Linked DNA regions of Rattus norvegicus: region 2 is linked to region 1. A link is a contact called in public Hi-C data. All regions are on one chromosome and are shown on one strand. Each heading gives the region's core, a stretch centred on a gene start, on an enhancer-like site or on the middle of the called end of the contact. The rest is flanking DNA. Distances are from core to core; before and after follow the strand shown. Region 1 has its middle 16 kb from the start of Bcl11a. Region 2 overlaps LOC100909672 (a long non-coding RNA gene).

The links. Hi-C and Micro-C count contacts between places; a contact is called where the count stands out from the background.
Region 2: a Hi-C map of frontal cortex shows a contact between it and region 1, with 2.8 times the contacts expected there. The contact joins two enhancer-like sites. A contact is called at or near these places in 4 of 12 Hi-C or Micro-C datasets (the A7r5 cell line, Schwann cells, frontal cortex and 1 more).

What each region holds. Positions count from the first base shown.
Region 1 is chr14:102,214,106-102,217,990 of GRCr8, forward strand. No RefSeq gene overlaps it. Among named protein-coding and RNA genes, the nearest start is that of Bcl11a, 16 kb to the right of the region's middle. Within about 2 kb of position 1,351, at least 16 of the 93 cell types and tissues checked have an H3K27ac peak or open chromatin away from gene starts, as enhancers often do.
Region 2 is chr14:103,914,181-103,918,040 of GRCr8, forward strand. The region is part of intron 3 of LOC100909672 (a long non-coding RNA gene); the gene reads right to left. Among named protein-coding and RNA genes, the nearest start is that of Fancl, 530 kb to the right of the region's middle. Within about 2 kb of position 2,086, at least 13 of the 93 cell types and tissues checked have an H3K27ac peak or open chromatin away from gene starts, as enhancers often do.

The sequences.
Region 1 (3,885 bases), core at 101-2,600:
AGTAGAGTATTCCAGAACCCCAAAGGTCCTCTTGAAGAGCCAAAGGTCCAGCCCCCTCCCAATAGTGACACATTTTGAATAGCGGCAGAGCACTTCAGCAGTCACGTGGGGATGGCAATGTATGGATTTTCCAAGGTTCCCAGTGTTCAGCCCAGGATTAGGACTGACTCTCAGAAGGGCCAACAAAACCCAGACCAGATCCCGGAGGGGCAGGAAGTGCAAGCTTAGGCTATGAGCAGAGACTCTGGTGTCTGACCAGCCTGTGTCTGGGTCTTCAAATGGTTAATTCCCCCAGGCTGTCATATTGCATAAACAGATCCTCCTTTAATAAAATTAATTAGGTTCTGAGCTTTATAGGGTGATGCCCACTGACCCTTTACATACCCATTGTTCCTAGATCCAAGAGGAAGAAAAAAGGAGAGACTGCCCAATAGGCAAGAGAGGGAGAAAAGTTGAAAGATTAGAAATGCCAAATAGAAGCTTCGAGGGTGTGGGGGGAAGCTACTGTACGCTTCTGAACCCAACTTAACAAACAAGTAGTCTGGGCCTCAATGACCACCCCTTTCCCCTCGCAAAGGAAAGCAAGAGCGCGGTGGTGGGGTTTTGTTAATTTCGCTTTTTACACGCACCATGGAATCCAGGCTGTGCCGAGCTCTTGAGAAACACGAGAGTAATTGCAGATTGGGCTTTAGGTGATTTTTTTTTTTTAAGACCCAAGGCGCAGGGCGGGGTGAGGTGGAGGGCACCAGGAAGAGCAGCAAGAGCCCAGCGGGAGCCTGCAAACCTGATGCCCCCTCCCCCGCGCTCTCCCATTTTTTCTGGGTGTCCACTAAGTGCTATCCTTGACATTTCATGGCACAAGTTGCTTCGGATAGTCTTTTAAGTTTGCTGAGGGAACTCCTAGAAGATGGGAGCAGGGGCTGGGGTAGGGAAAGAGGATGCGAACAGTGGTGTTTTCCCCCTTCCTTCCTTCCTCCCTCCCTTCCTTTCTTTATTACAAGAGGGGTTGAGGTCCAGATCCCTGGGATTATGTAAGAGCATCCTGGCCACCTTTTGCAAAAAATAAAATCTTGATGCACAGCAGCAAATGTCGGCCGGTTTTTGTTGGGGAAAAATATTTTTTGAAAGGAAAGGAAGAGGAGGAAAAAAATCGCCGACCGGATGTTTCCAATTACAGTGGAGACAGAGAACAGAAGGGGGTGCCCGCGGGGGTGGGGGCAGCTGCAGTGATGGGCAAGATTTGGAGAAGGTATAGGGTGGAGGTGGGAAGGGATGCGGCAGGGCAAAAAAGCAAGGAAACAAGCCTCTGTTAGGAGAAGGGGGAAGCAGGAAAATGAAGCAGAACTAGACAAATGACAAAGTGTTGAGCGTTGATTTATCGCAGAAGCCTCTGGTCATTTCCATATATTGAAATGCGCCCAAGCGGCCAGTCAGTCAATTTCTCTGGAGCTGCTGCCGCTGCTGCCCACGGGCTGCCCACGTGACTCCCTCTCAGTCAGCCTCTTACCACCCAGCCCCGGGTGCAAGGAAGAGGAGGAAAGAAAGAGTGTGAGGCGGCTGTGTGCCCTAGTGGGCGGTGTGGATGGAGAACGACACATCGTGTGTGTCTATGGGGAAGGGGGAGAGGGGGTGCGGCCCAGGCAGGGAGAGGTGGGATCCAAGGTTAACATTCTTACCTCTCTCTCCTCTCTCTCTCTCTCTCTCTCTCTCTCTCTCTCTCTCTCTCTCTCTCCCCCCCCGCCTCCCCCCCCCGCCTGCCCCCCCCCCCCCGCCCCTGACGCTTCTCTTAGCTTCTTTATCTTTTCCCTTCCTTCTTAATGATTTAGAATGGGGACAGAATGCAGAAAGAAAACCTGATCTGCCTCCAAACACAAAATGGGGATGGGTGTGGAGGTGGGGATATTTAAGTCAGATTTGATTTTGGTGTCTTTGATATGATGCGTTGCTTTAGTAGTTTCTTAAAGAAAGGCACGAGTGTGTGTGTGTGTGTGTGTGTGTGTGTGTGTGTGTACACGCGCTACACACACACACACACACACACACACACACACATCCTAGATAAAAGCCAGTGAGTTGTTAAAAATGAATTTGCAGCGTTGGAACTGTTAGCATCATTCAGCAAGCAGCAAGCTTGATAATTTCCAGGTGTTGGGGAAAGCCGTTGTCCGGGAGCTCTCGCTGAGCTTATAAATCCCTGTTGGGAGGGAGAAAAAAAATCTTTGGAGGTGAATGAAATATCAAATCACAAGACTCCTATGTAGATTTATGATTACATAAGAGGCTGATCATTTCCATATACTGAAATGTACTGTCCTCCTGAGTCTGCCCAGCCCTTCCAGAAGACTAAGCGCTCAGTTCTGCCTTGATCAATGTTGACTATGAAGCAAGCGAGGGAGGGAGGCGGTGGAAAGCAGGCTGGCACCAGATGGAGCAGGGTCTCTGGAAAGGTCAAGGTTAGCCCAGGCTGCTATTGAGTCGGTAGCAGCCTCACAGATAGATCTCTGCCTCGAAGGCACCCACTGGGGCTTCTCAAAATCACATCTAATAGAAAAGGCAGTCACAGAATGAAATCGCTTCATCTGAATGCTAAAATTGTTATTAGGCTACATTAGAGAGATATCAAGCACGTGGTTACCAAAAAAGAGAGCATGCCTAGCGCCTAGCGGTTTGTGTCTGAAAGAAAAGCTATGAATATGTTGATAACATCAATAATGGGCAGGTTGAAGATATATATATATATATACATATATATACATATATATATATATCCCTGAACACCAGATTAACATATTAAATGAACATTTTTTTTTCTTTTGCAGAACTGCTTGTAGTTTGAATTGCTCAGAATTCCTTGGGGGAAAGGGGTAAAAAAAAATCTTTTATTCCAGAATAGGTGACCCTTGCTGAACTTCAAGTTTGACTCCTGCCAGAAATTTTGTGGGTGGTCTTGGCCAGGTGCTGCAGATTCAGTGTAATCCATCAGGTTGGAGGTGACCCTGCCATAGCACGCAGCCTTTTTGTTTGTTTGTTTGTTTGTTTGTTTCTGGCTTTGGACCACTGGCTATCTCTCTGTCAGAAGCTTCCTCCTCCCTGCCCTCGTTTTCCTCTTTCTTGGGGACAGAAACGTTTCTGAAGAGACATTTTCTCTGACAGACAAATCCTATTCTAGGAAAGAGACTGGGACCAACCTGTTCCAGCAGCCACACTAGCATTTTCAGACATTTTCTCTCCTCCAATTATTGTAATGAAGCCCATATTAGCTGTTTTTAACCTACAGCACCACCATACCTTAAAGAAGGATTTAGTCTTGTAAAATAAATGTGAGCTACACTAGATTAAACATGATGACTGCACTCCAAGGGTTAATAAATTTAGAATTAATAGATCATCTCAGCTTGATAACAGCTACTACAGGTGATTTAATATTCAGCCCAAGTGGGTTGATAGTCAGCTCACAAATACAGATACGATCAAACAGTCCCTTGATTCAGTACATTGCATGTCTGGAGTAAGAGCCTAGAAGCCTAGAAGGTGCATGACAGAACACATATGCTGGGGTTCTGTAAGAGGGACTTCCATTCCCAACTGCAGTTTGTACCCTGCCTGTCCCTAACAGTTCACTTTTGCAGCAGTAAGGCCCAGGAGGAACAGGCTACAAATCCCTTCACCACATCCAGTCCTGGGTGCTTGTTATATTTTGAGTAGGGAATCGATGAGATCCTTTAATACCAAGATCTATTTCTAATTAACTCTGCCTGGTAGTGGCCAGCAATTCCTTTCTCTTTCTTTTTTCCATGGCTCTGAGGTCCAGAGCTCAGAAGATGGGCTGCGAAATTCCTGGGTGACAAAAGCAGGCTCATTGCTGAAATGACAGGGTAATTTCCT
Region 2 (3,860 bases), core at 836-3,335, 1.7 Mb after region 1:
ACTATTGTACTGGTGGATCACTCTCAAACCCTCCCTCAGAGCCTTAAGCATTAAGGGCTCCCACTCTAAAGGAATGAGCCTGGCATTTGCCAGGAAGGAAATCACAACACCCTGTTCACAGGAAGCTTACACTACAGCCACGGGGAAGCCAGAAAACAGTAAGCAGCAAATCAGGCAGTGAACTGAATGTGAATCAGAAAGGACCAGAATTAGGTAGTGTAGGAAGCTTGAACAGACTAGGGAGCTCCTACAGGCAGCTGGGATGTAGACAGCAGGAAACCCATTCAAATGCTGAATGTTTCCTAAAAGGTAAAGGAACTTAACTGCAGTCAAACTGGTCTCTGAGCTTTGCTAATGTCCTGCCTGACACCTGTGTTTTATCACCATCATCATCATAATCAGCATCATGATTATCATCATGATTATCACCTTCATCATAATCAACAACAACAGCTAATTCTTATAGATTATTATTTATTAAGTAAACTAGGACATGCTAGGAGCTATAGAGACAACCATTTCATGAACATGATCTCATTTATTTGGGACTTATTTTATATTTTCCTATTTATTTTTAACTGATACTCTTGAATGAAGTTGCTTCGCCCCTGGTAGGAGGAGAAAGGGGTCCTTCCTAGGCTTGCCTTCTATGTGTCCCAGGGGGCTGCACAATGCTAGGCCCCCAGCATAGTACCCACAATGCACAGATACTCAGAACATATTTGTTGACAACTGAAAAACAAATACAGATTCACAGAAAAACAGTGTGATCACCAAAAAAAAAAAATATGGATGGAAAAAATCAAATGGCAGGGGCCGCCTGTGTGCACAACACCGGCAAAGCTGTGGGAAGGCTGGCAAGTGGGCTTCAGCAGGGAAACAAAGCAGACACATCAAGGAAGACTCCCACTTCCCTCCTGTTGCCATTTTCTCTCCTTTCCTTCCTCTCTCCCCCGCCCCACCCCCTCAGAGGGTCCTCTTGCCAAGGAGGCTGCTTGATCGGTTCTGAGCAGCCTGTGCTCCCTCATAATTGATAAATGGAGGTGTTTTCCAATCACCTTATAAATCACAGCATGCAAATGCTCACAATCAGGTTGGGGAGGAGAAGGAATAGGTTTAAGAAGTCTGAGTATCTTGAAAATAAAGAATACCTCTTGCCAAACGACAAGGATAATTTCTTTTAGCATAATTGCCTGCCTAGGTATTAACCATGAAATTATAGAAGGAAAAAAAAACAGCACCGATAACAGATATTACTATTTCTAAGGGAACAAAACAGCACGGAGTATTCCAAACCACTTTGTGATCATTAAATTACATAACCTGTTATGCTCTAAACTGAAATGGCTTCTTTTTCCACTGTATGCTAGCCTATTTTCTGCCTCAAATTCTCTTGGAAGTAGGTGTAATATGAATATCAAACTAATTTCTATTACATAAAAAGAAAAAATGTCACACCCCAAAGCTAAAGAGATCAGAATAAAAACAGCTGCAGCATTTGTCACTCTGAGAGACAAAGGGTTAATAAAATAAGAGACATCTATAATTGTTGAATTATTTTTTATTCAGCACAGTGTTCACAAGAGGGGTTTCTCTAATTTCATGGGAAGCTTGGTTAAATATTATATTTCTATGACTGTTTACAGCCAGAAAGTGTGGATTTTTGTATACAACAGACTATTGTTATGATTCTACCTAAAGAAAGCCAAATTAAAACTGATTTACTAAATAGGTTAAGGATAGCACCCTCATTCACGATCTCAACCCCATTTCATGCTTAGACAGGCAGATCTTAATTATACACAAAAGAATACAAATGTTATTAGCATGATAATAATTATTTAGGAGATGTCCTCTTTTAAAAAAAAAATTAAACCGGTATTGTCAATTCTGCAGCTACATTTTTTTTCCCCCAGCACAGTGACAGCTTTGCTCGTCACAGATATGTTCAAAGTACATATACAAAATTCAAAGCTATGCAGAAGATCTGGACCGTCTGAGCTGGATACGCAGAGCCGGAATGCAGCTCACACTAATCGTCATGTCCTACCCAGGCTACTACATGCAAATACAATCCTTTGTGACATTCTGTCAAATATTTGGAGCATCCGAGGAGGCTCCTTATCACACCCCATGCCCATGTCCTCATCGACAAGCAGGCACCCGGTGCCACCACAGACACCGACTCCAGTTGAGCATAGGCATAAAACAATGCTAAATTAGTGAAGAGAAAATTAAAAATTGACAGGGAAGTAGCTTAGCAGGCAGGGTCCGGGCGAAGTGAAGTTTACGTTACTGCTTTGGGAAGATGCCTGAGGTAGTCCTGAGAAATCTCTGCAACTCCACCCTGGGTCTCTGTGTCTGGAGATGCAAATATTGCGTACAGTAGCCAGCACACGACATAATGGGTCGACGAGGGTAGAGGTCCCGCATTTGGAAAATCTACACTTGGGGTCAATATCTATTGTCAATGAGCCCACATAGGATCAGAGGGAGAAAACGCAGAAGTGTCACAGGACTAAAGAGTTGGCTACAGTACAAGCGATGTATTTTTGAACATTAATTCGCCAGAAGTGTATCTGTTGTCTGTTGCTCCAGGCTGCGATTTTAATTATTTCTGGGACAAATGGATCAGTGATACACTGAAAATCTGTAGGGCTTCTTGTCAAATTAATAAAATAATAATGAAAGTAGTCATCTCCAACTGCAAACTGTCACTGTCTTTGAGAGGTCCGTAGTCATCTACATGGTTAAAAAACGGAAATGCTTTTGCACCCTATTTGGAATCCTAAGTGTGGTGACATAAAAATAGATTGTGTAGTGTCCATTGTATACAGTGACACCCACTGTGACAAAGCCCGAGCATGTTTAATGACCTTTTTAAATCTTATACCTAGAGTCCATAAAAACATTGTAATTCAGTTGTAAAACACACTTTAATAATCAAAATGCAGCTGTTAAAATAGCATTGCTCATAATTCTAACTTGAGGCAATTTTTTTGTTTTTAATGCAGAAGAGCAGACCACAGTTTAAAATTCCTATGAGGTCACTATTGGCCATTACAGTGTTTTTTTGCAACTTAATAATGGATGTTTTAAAGTTTAAGTGCAGCCTCAGGCACTCAGAGGCGTTTATTACAAATCGCTGGTTGCCTCCCTTATGCAGAGAGGAATAGCATTTACATACAGTAGCACGGATTAATAAGATAAAAAATTTGAAAAAGCCGTCAGTCAGAGAGTGAAACTGGTGCTAATAAAGCCCACTATATTCTTCGGAAATATCAAGCCGTCTGTTCCAATATTTTGCCATTCCCCATGAGGTATACAAATCCAAATCAGATAAGTCTCAAGCCATGCCAGAGACATGCTGCGCTGTTCTCCAGTGGCACTCGGCTGAATCTTTTATTTATCTTTAGAGCAATTGTACATTCTAGTACACTAAAGACTGAAATAAACTGCCCATCACTCATCAGAAAGTTTCATAAAACGGGGCCCTCTCCTTCCTTGTTTGCTAAACCATGATTAGCGAGAAAAATGCACTGGGAAGCTGTATCACGGGCAAGGCAATGTGATAGCAGGCATGGGACCTGTGAGCAAGGGCTAGTTAAACAGAACCATGTCTTGCCGGGTTGAGATGATGCTCACAGGAAACCAGACCTATAGGAGAGCAGGCTGCTTTAGGAAGAACCACCTTTGCTCTTTGGTCGTAGGCTCTCACCCGAAGGCAGCGGGGAAAGAGAACACCAACAGGCGCACATAATTTCACGCGATGATTAGACTGCGAAGACCCTCGTTATAAAAAACACTGTGTCAGTCTCCTAAACTGCAGCTTGACAAAGCTGCACGTGGAGTCGTATCTG